Linked DNA regions of Mus musculus: region 1 is linked to region 2. The links are chromatin contacts, called in public Hi-C maps. All regions are on one chromosome and are shown on one strand. Each heading gives the region's core, a stretch centred on a gene start, on an enhancer-like site or on the middle of the called end of the contact. The rest is flanking DNA. Distances are from core to core; before and after follow the strand shown.

Region 1 (5,758 bases), core at 2,563-5,062, 40 kb after region 2:
CACATGCACAAAACACACATACACAAAACACACACACACCAAACACATACACAAACCACACACATACAAACCACATACATACACAAGCCACACACATATACGAACTACACACATCTACAATGTACACATCTACATATGGTGCTCATTCTCGGATGCAGGCAAAACATTCATACACATAAAATATTTTTCTCAGTTTAAAAAACAAACAAACAAACGGTTCTTGACTTAAAATACCGATAACCAACCTAAGTACTGGGATGGGGTTTATTAAACTGCACTTTAATTTTTACTTATTGTAGGGCGGGGTGATATACACCGTGGGATCTAAGTCAGAGGACAATTTTCAGAAGTTTCGGGGGTTTGCGCTCTCCTAATGTGGGTTCTGGGATTGAACTTGTAGCTTTGACGGTTATTTGGTTTTTCCCCATTGAGCCACCTGGTCTGCCCTAATTTCAGTTTTAACCAGCATCCTTGAAGGTAGCCAAAGACTGAACCAACACTATTCTTAGCCCATTCCTGTCGCTTTCCAAGGACAAGGCAGGTTTCCTGGATACAGCTTCAGGACCACAGACCAAGGTACCAACAACCTGTTCCAGTTGCTTTGACCTGACCTGTCCCAGATGCAGTGTGAAGTGCTAGGTAGGGACTGACTCCTCCAGGTGTCCCCAGGGTCTGGTACATAGGAGATACCCAATACAGGACTGCCGAAGTAAAATGGGGATGAGGCTGGCACAAAGTCATCACCTTTACCTCTAAAGCTGAGCCAAGCATCTTCTTGCTGGCAGGCTTGCACTCCTGAGAAGGACAGATCCTAGCCTACCCCCAGGATTGCTGCGGCTGCGTCCTCAAATCAGGTAGAAGGCCATCTCTTCTGTGTCACCCAAGGCAGGATGAGTGACCCAACATTCAGGGTGGGAGCAGTCTCTTGAGACCCTCACCACTGCAAGCGTTGGAATCTGCTTCCTCCAGGTCTATCTCCTTAAGTGGGTCATAGTAGCAAAGTCCACCTGGCCATTTTCCTGGTTAACTGGGCATATTATGGGTTTCCACTCTAAATACACTCTATTCCAACAGGAAAAGAAGCCCACTAAAGTTAGTTTTAAACTAATATCTCACATGATTCTGAGACTGAAGTCCAGGGAGCTACATTTCTGCAAACACTGGTTTTAAAAGAGAGCAGGGTGGCCCATTAGCTTCATCTTCTTCATTTTCTTCTTTAGATGGGAAGTGCTCGCTCTTTATCTTACACGGGTCCCCGTGGTGGATGTAGGTTTCTGTCTTCTGGGGTGCTGCTTTGGGGATGAGGGTGTACTTGACTTCAGAGCCCACCTTTGTGAGCCCTGTGGGGAGCAGCCCTACCTCTCATTGTGAGGCCAGCTAGAGTGCCCAAAGAGGTCCTCGGGGTGAGCTGGTCTGAAGCTGAGTGTTCTAACTCATTTTAGAAAGACAGTGGCAAGACAGCAGCCATATCCACCAAAGTTATTCATCAGTCAGGGGGGCCTGACAACCTGTCTTGTGTTATTAAGACTGGCTATCCAACTTCTCTGCCACTTCCCCTTAGTCACTGTCCCCCAAGAACATCCATTGGTTACACTCATGCGGGGTTAGTGTTCTAATCATTTGTAATGAAGCTTCCTGGTCCTTAAAAACCAGGTTTTTGACAACTGACAAAACCTGTTTCTCTCAAATCGTAAACAAAATCAACCATACTTAAAGCGTTGTGATTTTCTTGTGTTAAAAGATTTATTTTATTCTAGTTTATGTGTATGGGTATTCTGCCTTCCTGGGTCTACATGTGCACCATGCACCCGTTGCCATGGATTCCCTGAAACCGGAGGTACACACAGTTGTGAGCTGACATGTGGATGCTGGGAGTTGAACCCAGGACCTCTAGTCTAGTGCTCCCAACAGCTGAGCCTTTTCTCCAGCTCCAAGTGTTGTCAATCCGTCCTTTGATCTGTTTACTTCACTGAACTAGAACACAGAGAAACAAACACTTCACCATAAAAACCATAAGGAAGTGCATAAAAAACTTTATGGAACACTTAAAAAGAAAAAAAAGTAAAATACCTTGCTAAATAGCAAAAATACTGTTTCAAACGGGACCAGGTCTCTGGACCCACTCACTAATCCTGTGACAGTGACAGTTGCTTCACTCTGTGAAGTGGGCTTTTGCATGGGGTTGACGGGTTAACATGCTAACAGGTAAAGAACTCAGCACAGTGTGTGCTGTTCATAAAGTTCTGATGCTCCAGACGAGCCACCGTGAACCTCTTAGGCTCCATGCAGACAGACGCCAGCTCCGTAGTGCTTCAAAGAGGTAAATTCACAAATGAATAAGAAAAATAAGTAGTCCGCCAAGCCGGACTGTATGAATTTGCCAATATTCAATTGGTCAATCAAAAAAGTTCTCACATGGCTCAAAGCAAATTCATTGTTCAAGTTGTTTGGGTCTCTAGTGAGTTAGGGTGGAGGGGTCCACAAAGGACTTTAACCGTTCGCTTGCTTAACAAAGGCCAGCAACCGCCCACAAGAAGCCGAGCAAACCATTCTCCGCCTGGGCATGAGAAAAGTCCACAACTGAACAAGAGAGCAACAGAGCGAGCTCCCGGAGGAAGCAGTAGCTGCAGGAAGCGCCGGTACCTTTGCTCCGCTGCCTTTCCCTACAAGCTGCCGCCAGACCCGGCGCCCTCCTGCCCACCTTCCCCCCTTCTCAGGGGCCTTTCCCGGGCTGCGGAACACAAAAGAACCGACTGCGAGGCGGCGCGCGAAGCTGGGAGCCTCCAGGAATCCGCCGTCGCCTGGGGGAGGGGATCGCCCCTGAGTCCTGTAGTCCGGAGCGCCACCAAGGCATTTCCCCACCCAGTCCTGTTTGAACGCCGGGTTGAGGATTGGAACCTCTCCGACCCATTCTCGGGAACTTAGCTCGAGCCCCGATCCTCCAGCAGCCACGAAGCTCTGCTCAGTCCACATTCCTCTTTGTTGTCCCTGGTCCCCGCATTCTGTCAAGGTATGCCCTGAGCGCTCCTGCTCTCCATCTCTAGGAAAGCTGAAATTCTCGGTGCTGTGTGACCCTAAGGGCTGACTGGAGCCAGGACTTCCAGCCCGGGTGCGTGCGCTTGGCAACGGCCGCAGGGAGGCGGTTTGCCCTTGCACCGGCATCGCCCTCCCGCTGCGGCCAGTAGCACTGTGAGCTGCACATAGGTAGCAGATGGTGGCTGGTGGCCGGGAGTCCCACGTCCTGTCCCCCTCCCCCAGCCTACCCCCCACCTTGGCCTTTCCTGGAGTTTTCCTTACCGCAAAAGAGTTCTCAAGACCCAGACCGAACCTCCTCTCGCCGCCCTTCCCGAAAGCGGGCCGGTGGCCTGAAAGTCTCACCGCCTCCTGCTCTTGTCTCCGGAACCCAGCGACCTCCACCCCTCCACAGGATGGAAGGAGTACCGGAGCGGAGCAATGTGCCGCGGAGAGGAGCCGGCCACCGCCGCGGGAAAAAGTTTGCACGCTCTATAACCAGTCCTCCAGACCCTGGGCTCGCCCACTGGCCGAGACCCACACCACCCTGCAGCCCCTCCAGCTTCGGGAAGACAAACTAGGTTCCCGCCACCTGCTGTGGAGGCAGAGGAAGACGTTGCTCGAGCTTCTCCACTCCTCATCCCTGCCCTGGGTGTTCTAGAAGAGGGGGAGCTCAGCGCCCCGCGCTGGGTCGGCACTCGGAGCAACTCACCTCTCCGGTCCAGCTCTCCTCCGGGTCTCGGAACCCTCCAGCCCCTCGCCTCTAAGCTGGGCTCCTTCCACTTAATTCATGAATTATTTAAGGTCCAGCCCCAGGGCACCACAAGAGTGATTGGGTGAGAGCCCGTCCCACTGCTCCGCCCCGGGTTGGCTAAGGGTGCCTGAGTCAGGACCACGGGACTCCAGGACTCTGGGAACCTGTTGCGTCCTCTAGGGTCTCTGGCAGAGGTTTGGGGATGGAACTAAAGGAACACCGACTCCTTCAGAAACGTACTTACTCAGGGCTGAGCTTAAGGCCAGGTGCCGGGGTCTCCACAAGGCTCGGTAATTTAAAGAGCAGGAGCCTAGGGCTCTGAGTCTGAGCGCACTGATTGGACCTTCTGAGAGGCTACAATGCCCTGGGGACACCCACGGGACAGAGCATTTATTTCCTGCTGAAATCCCTGCTCAGTCCCAGAACACCCTTCTCTATCACCTAATCCTAAATCGCTGCTTGGAAGGCCGCTAGCTCCTAAAATCTCTAACCTCCACACTTTCCTGGCTCTTTAGACACGATACCGGTACTCAGTGCATTTTATTTAAAACAACTAAAAAACAAACAAACAAACAAAAATCATCTAAGGGGGAGAAAAATTGGCTGTAGTGTATCCCTGTGCTATCAGGGACAAACACAACGCTGGTCCTTTTGATCAATTACATTCCTGGATTCAACCAAAAGTGGGTAGAGAATAGACCAAGGAAGAATAGCGCCTCTGGGACATTTTTACCATCAAAGGATGCGTATTAATTGTGTGCGGGTTGTTAGGTAGATGGACGGAGAGATGAAAGAATGGCTGCACAGATGTTGGAAGAATAGGTATGTGGACACATGGCCTTTTAAAAATAGTTTACGTGTATGAATGTTTTGCCTGCATGAATGTATGTGTAGCACTTTACCGTGGAGTTGGTCAAAAGAAGGTGTTGGCTTCCCTGTCACTGGAGTTACAAAGGGTTGTGAGCTGCCATACGGGCTGGGTGCAGGGAATTAAACTCTGCAAAGAGGGAGTGCCTCTGCCAAAACAACCGATGCTTTATACCACTCACCAATCTCCCCAGCCCTGACAAATGAACTTTAATTTAGTAATTTTCTCACCACAAAATATAGCATACACTGAGGATGGGCAGGGGAAGGTGAAATTGAAATTGACCTCTACACGGCGAAGGTGTAGAAAGAGTTCATTCAGAAAGACCACTGAGAAACCACGGAAAACTGAAGCAAGCAGTGTTGGAGTACTAGAGAAGTCTAAGATGGCCAGTTCTCCCCTTTACAGTCTCCTGGGCTCCACAGCTTTCCTGCTCAGAGGCAGACAGGCTACTGAGGATGGTGTTAGCTTGAGACTTGAGTTCTCTCTCCTGGGAGCTCCTAGCTGTCCCCGAGCTGCCTATTTTACCAGCATGGGCACTCATGGCCTTATCACTCTGAATCCAGCTTCTGTGTCTGCAAACCAGCACAGGGCTGGCTACCCGTACTCCTTCTCGTTCCTTGTACATCCACAAAGTTCGGGCAGCGGTGTGATAAGGCTCTACGCCATGTGTTCTAAGCGGATTTTTTATATGAACTTACCAACAAGAGCTTTCTAATATCTTATCAATGATTAACTGTGTGGTGCAGGCTTGCCAGAGGTCACATAGTTACTGAAGCCCCAAAGTTGAACCCAGCTCTGGCCTCCAGAACCCAGAGAATAGGTGAAATAGGTCTCTGACCAGTGCCACATTGAATTGAAATGGATGTCCATTGCTGTGTGATTTTTCCCCCCTGTGGAGATGTGAGCAAATGTCTAATGTTCGCTGACATTAAACTAAATATGCAGCTTTCTAAATCTAGCTTGATGAACAAAATAGTTTCAGGGGATTACTTATAGGAATGTGAGTAGGAGGCTGATTCCATGAGCTCGGGTGACACAAAGGTGACTACATCAATGGAAAAGCCCATCCCTGTAAGGATAACAGTCCATGAAAGAGCTACATTGTACCTGGGTGGTGGTCC
Region 2 (6,370 bases), core at 3,587-6,086:
ATCATTAGATAGACCTTAACTCTTTTCACTCTCCCTGCTAGCTTGGTCCTGGATCAATCAATGCCCTGGAGGATGAAATAACCTTTCATTCCAGTCTGTGCACAGAGTGACTTGCATTTCTCTTGTTTGGATGCTCACTCCCTGATGCTTTCTTTTGTTTTTGAGACAAACTTCCCTGAATCCCAGGCTGGTCTCAGTAGTAAAAAATGATCCCCTTGCCTCCACCTCTTGGATGCTTCAATCACGGGATGTGTGTCTCCATGCCTAGCTTATGTGGTACTGAGGATGGAACTCAGAAATTCGTGAAAGCTAAGCAAGTACTCTACCAACTAGAATGGCAGAAAACTCACAGGATGGCATTTGATGATTCGTGAACAAACAAGATAGCAGTGTAGGAGGTAGGTGCTAAAATGAAGGGTCGGACAAGATATGAGCCTTGCTCCTTTAGGTGTGCACTGAGACCTGACCTCACATCCAATTTCCTGTTTAGCCAACTCACTTTATCTTTTCATAGTTGAATGATGTCTGGTTTTTTTTTTCTCATTACTATGAGTGAGGCAATCAAAAAAAGTACTCAAGGCCTCCACTCCCTGGAGCCTGTCTACAGTGGAATATGGCAGTGACAAAATCAGCTGAAGAAAAGAGTGAATTCTGTCCCTGAAATCTGCAGAGCTAAAAAGCATCTCCTGACACAGGGATGTGATTGTGTGTGTGCCCTCTGGCCACCTGTCATCATTAGCAGCCACCCACCAGTGTGTGATCCCCTACCCTATTATCTCTGTCATCACTCCTGAATGTCCACCAGAATGAACTTGGTGGCAATCCTGCCATCCTCCCAGCTAGCTGGCTCTCCTCAGCTGCCTGCCTTGCAAGGTACCTGTCTCTTGGTTTAAATGGCCTGATGTACAGACAGCAGCCCTACTGGGTGGACAACCCTGCTAGAGGTGATGATGCCTTGGCAGAGAACACTAAAACTGAAATCAGCTACATCCTTCTAGGAGAGCCTAGTTCCCACTAGGAAAATAGCCATTAATATGATGAGCTTCATAGGCATCAGGGATGAGCTGTCATGGCATCAGGGATGAACTGTTCAAAGCAAAAGCAACTGCTTAGAGTCAATGATCAATTGATAGCAATTAGCTATAGACAATTGCTCATGTATGAATCAGGGTGCAGCTGACACTTGGATACTCTTCATTTCAATATTAAAGTTAAAATGCTAAAAAAAAGGCTAAGTTCATCAGTGTGTGTGTGTGTGTGTGTGTGTGTGTGTGTGTGTGTAGCCTCTTTCTCCTATCCATGAACACCTGCTATTTACTGACTCTTTAGCACTTCCTTGAGAAGTAATATCATTGGCCAACTAAGAAACCAACCCATACACTCTAAATTCTCACATACTTACAGATTTGCTCCCATTTCTCAGCAAACAAAATTATTTAATAATTTAAAGGAGTTTTAAATATTTTCAGAACCACAGGAAGCAATAAACTCAAATCCAGAAAAGAAGATGTATTAAAATGTTTATAGTGCATCAGTTTTAGCTTCAACAACAACAAGAGTTTATAAGTTCTATACAACCTTCCCAATTTTATCAATTAGGTATCAGTCAGGGTCATGAATGAGGTTGTATGATTTCCTTCCTCTTTCTCCTACCCTGCCCTAGAGCAGAACTGATCTTAGGGCCTCACACACCACAGAGATGATACAGACAAAACAAACTGAAACACCATCACAGTGGAATCACCGGGGAAGAACAGAAAGTACCAACAGAGACAGCACTAGCCATTGACCTAAGACGAACAATGACACAGAACAGAGAGCAAGCGCACAGTTTACCTTCAGAGCCAAGACTATGATTTCTGGCTGTAGAAATCAAAGCAGTTGAGGAGTTTGTGTGTAGCAGAGGCAGCATGCATCGAAATAAAACAGAAAAGTCACATGAGTCATTCACCATAACCGAAGTCCACATGGTAAAATAACATGGTGGGGATCCACATGAGAACAGGATAGAGATTCTTGAGTGCATATGGAGAACCAGTATTTCAGAGTCAAGTTCCGCAATTCAAGTTTGGGTTTTTGAAAGGTTCAAAGTCAGCATGATCATCAGTTAGGGAAAAAGCAATCACAGGGCAGTTACAGATGTTAACATGCTTGCTATATGATCTTCATGAAGCAGTAACAAGGGCTGCCTCTAGTCCAAGAATCAAAGACAACTCTTCTAAAGTGCGCCCTCTAGGATGAAATCTGGAAATGTCCTTCCCTTGTTTAACAGCTTCCAATGAAGTTCCACCATTTCTAATGCAAGCTTCCCAGCATGGAGCTTCACTAGCCAATCTGGGCTTCACCTCCTCATTTTTCTTGGCCATTCTAAGTTGGTTGTTGTCGTTCTGGCAAATCATTTTCTCTTTTCCCTCCTCACCCTGACTTCCCAGGTTGCCTCCCTATCATCCATCACTCATCCATGCTCATTCATCACTCATTGGAGGAAACTCAAGTCTTAGAAGAGATGCTGCCTCCTCCAGAAAGTCTAGGCATTGTATGTCTTCTTTCATATGACCCAGTGTCCCTGAACTTGCCGTTAGAGGTATCGTTCTCACTTAGAAGACCTGGCTACCATATTGCCATCTCCTGTTATACCAACTCCAAGACAGCAAGCCCCACATGCAATACTTACCCAAACAAAACTAAGTCAACTGATGTGCTAATGGCATAAAAGCCACAACCTAAGACCAGAGATTCCTCAGCATGGTCCAGAGATGGAGACCAGTCAGTCAGTCAGTCAGTCAGTCAGGAAAATGAACCAAACCATAAGGAGGAAAGGAAAATAAAGCAGCTCTTAGTGCATTTTTCTTTTCTTCTCTCTTTCTTCCTTCATTCTTTCCTTCCTTCCTTCCTTCCTTCCTTCCTTCCTTCCTTCCTTCCTTCCTTCCTTCCTTTTATGTATGTGAGTACACTGTAGTTGTACAGATGGTTGTAAGCCTTCATGTGGTTGTTGGGAATTGAATTTTAGGACCTCTGCTCACTCCGGTCAACCCTGCTCACTCTGGTCAGCCCCCTCGCTCAGTCCTTGCTTGCTTATTATTATATATAAGTACACTGTAGTTGACTTCAACGCACCAGAAGAGGGCATCAGATCTCATTATGGGTAGTTGTAAGCCACCATGTGGTTGCTGGGGTTTGAACTCAGGACCTTTGGAAGAGCAGTCAGTGCTCTTACCCACTGAGCCATTTCTCCACTCATGCTATAGTTGTTTCTAAATGCCCTCTGGAGCAAAATAAACTGAGGTGCCTGTGTCATTCTCCATGTCGCCGTCTTGAAGTTGTCTGGTTTGGACATTTGAAAGTGTGCAAACTGTTTCTTACCTGGGACAGATCCTCAAACCCCTGAAAGAACAATGCTTGTGATTCTAATAATTTTTAACCAAAACACTGAAAATGTTGAGAGTTGGGGACATTTCCGATATACATGTCCACAAGGGTCACCTTGACAATCCTTATTCTGTCTTACTGGGTGAGCCCACAAGCTTGATACCACTCACAACCTTGACTCCCACATCTACCAACCCTGAGGACCTCCCAGTGTAACTAATTTCTGGCTCCTGTTCCCTTACAGTACATGAGTCCAGGTCTGAAGAAGGCCAGGTATCTGTATTTTAAGAGAGCTCTCATGTGAAGATTACAACTGAGTAATTTGGGGAAATCTGTCCTCAGTTGGTATTGTGGCTGGTCATACTGGATTAGAAAGGTCACTGTGATGGTTTGTACATGCTTGACTCAGGGAGTAGTATTATGTGGAGGTGTGGCCTTGTTGGAGTAGGTGTATCATCGTGGGCATGGGTTTTAAGACTCTCGCATCCTAGCTGTCTGGAAGCCAGTATTCTTTCAGCAGCCTTCATATAAAGATGTAGAACTCTCAGCTCCTCCTGCACCCTGCCTGCCTGGATGCTGTCATAGTCCTGCCTTGAGGATAATGGACTGAACTTCTTAACCAGTAAGCTAGCCCCAATTAAATGTTGTCATTTATAAGACTTGCCTTCGTTGTGGTGTCTGTTCACAGCAGTAAAACCCTAACTAAGACGGTCACTCTACTGATAAGCCATAAGAAACATCTAATTCCTTTGTAATTTCTCCAACCCAACAATCAGCCTTGCCTGGTGAATTTGACATGGTACCATAAACACCTCCGTGGACTTGGGTGAGAGAATTTTCACTGCTCTCTTTCTAAATGAGTTGTCACATGGGATAAATTTATGTCTGTGTTACACAGCAGTTACAATCGTGATTCTATACCTTGGTGTCCTATGATTCTCTATTCAGTTGCCTATTATAACCATTTAGGGATCTTCTAAAAATACCAGTAGCCAGCCCTGAAGAACAGTACCAAAGTCTTTAGGGAACATTTATAGTATTGCTACCAATGCCACGCTGAGTCTTGGAGAAGCAGAAAATATCCCTGATGAGGCTTTACAAAAACTAGAAAGGAAATGGCAGCCAGTGACATAACGGTCACTTTGCTATCAGTGCTTCATCATGTTTGGGATGAGCTGATGCTCGTGAAGGTTACAGGCCCAAGCCTATTGCAGACAGTAAAACCCAATAATTCCTGCAGTGTACTGTCTTCTAAGTACCCTCGAAGATCCCTGGGGTGTGCTGCTTTCCTCATGAAAAATGGGATGTGAATTCAGACGAGGGGTGTGCCTTCTCCCTCTGAAGAGGTGTCAAACAGGTCGTTGGGACCACTTCCAGGGCTCCCCCACCACCTTGGAGTCTCCAGACAGGGGTCCAAGTGAGGTGATGTTCCTGTTTCTACCCACACCCTGAAGAACCCTTGCTATCTGGGCTATCGGATTAGTCAGGCGTGCTAATGCTCTTCAGACACATGGAAAGCAACAGGTATTGTATTTCGCCCAGAGATGTGAGCCAATCTGGACGATGCTTTGGTGATATAAAGAAACGAGAGCACTGAAGGCGGATGAGTACTCTTTAGAGTCTTAGGAGGGTAGAGAGCAGGAGGTAATGTGGCTGGCTCCCTCTCCAACAGTCCTACTGTTGGCCCGGCTGCCAGATGAAATGGCTTCCCTCTTTGGCTTTTACAGTCATCCTTCTCCTGTGTCACCTATTACAAACTAAGGTGCTAACGGAGCTGATGATGTTTCTAATTCCAAGGTCTGGACTCATTAGACACTGGGGCAGTGGGCATTCACATTCAGACCTGTGCTGGCCATCTCTTTGTTCCCCTGGACACCATCCTCAGTGCAGAATAGGAAAGAGCGCTATGTCTTACTTACTTCACTGGGAGCTGAGGATATGACAGGCACGTTTCTCTGGTTTTTAACACCCTACATTCAACACGCAAAGATCTATGTGTTGTCAGGGTCTTCCACTCACAACTAACCAATGTCAACGGAACTAAAAGGAGCACATCAGCCGTGCCAGGTGGGCTGGGCAGAGATCAGCAAGCTCCTTTAAAGCTCTCTGAAAACCCTGACCACTCTCCTCCACTCACCTCCTGTTATCCAGCCTGGACCAACTGTTCAACTTTTCCACACCTGACCTCTACTCGCCTGGTCCCCAGCACGCCCAGAGCATCCCGTACCCACCCACCCCTGGTCCTCTCCACTTCTGCCAGAATCAGTACTAGTGATAAGCGCTTCTGCTCAAAGTGACCTCCTCTGTTCCTCAGTGTGCTGCTTCATGCCTATGGATTTTCTTATCACCCTTTGCCCTGGAGCCACAAGGTCCTGCCCCTGCTTGCCATGAACAACCTTGCTTATCTCTGTCATTCCTTTAATTCCAACCAAGTGTGCACTCCTAAGCAGGTGCACTACGAATCCAGCAGTGAGCGAAGATGGGAAGTTGTTGTGTAGCAAACTATTTTCGAAAACAACCTCTCTGTGGCTGGTTTTGGCTTCTAAGGATTCTCAAGCATTTCTGTCTAGAGAGTTTCCCTCCCTTAGCTAAAACAAACTAACAAACAAACAAACAAACAAACAAAATCTAGTATTTCTTTTCAGGAAATTTTAGAATGACACATAACTTGGGTCTCCTCAACAACCAATTTTGAAATTTCTGCTGCCACTAAAATGAGGTTTATAAAACACGACAGCATTCCCTAAAAATCCTCAGTCAAGCCGGGCATGGTGGCGCACGCCTTTAATCCCAGCACTTGGGAGGCAGAGGCAGGCGGATTTCTGAGTTCGAGGCCAGCCTGGTCTATAAAGTGAGTTCCAGGACAGCCAGGGCTACACAGAGAAACCCTGTCTCAAAAAGCCAAAAAAAAAAAAAAAAAAAAAAATCTCCTATTTGCTATTCTTAATAACAAAAACAAAAGCTTACCTCCTTGGAATCAACTGAGATGTCAAAGTTCTTG

What was found. Hi-C and Micro-C count contacts between places; a contact is called where the count stands out from the background.
Region 1: a contact with region 2 is called in a Hi-C map of rod photoreceptor, with 4 times the contacts expected there. The contact joins the promoter of Prom1 here to the enhancer-like site in region 2. A contact is called at or near these places in 8 of 39 promoter capture datasets (embryonic stem cells, liver, macrophages and 2 more), 35 of 484 Hi-C or Micro-C datasets (ECoMG myeloid progenitors, the HL-1 cell line, cerebellar granule neurons and 17 more), 6 of 115 datasets of contacts at active chromatin or transcription factors (double positive thymocytes, embryonic stem cells, liver and 2 more) and 3 of 9 other capture datasets (adipose tissue, liver and pancreatic islet).

Annotation. Positions count from the first base shown.
Region 1 is chr5:44,097,924-44,103,681 of GRCm38.p6, forward strand. Prom1 (prominin 1) reads right to left here and starts at 3,813. Exons shown (of 28, transcript NM_001163577.1): 1 at 3,725-3,813.
Region 2 is chr5:44,056,790-44,063,159 of GRCm38.p6, forward strand. It overlaps Prom1 (prominin 1), which reads right to left. Exons shown (of 28, transcript NM_001163577.1): 3 at 6,337-6,370; 4 at 1,837-1,863. Among named protein-coding and RNA genes, the nearest start is that of Prom1, 42 kb to the right of the region's middle. Within about 2 kb of position 4,837, at least 3 of the 459 cell types and tissues checked have an H3K27ac peak or open chromatin away from gene starts, as enhancers often do. A contact at or near this core is called in rod photoreceptor, where this site is marked.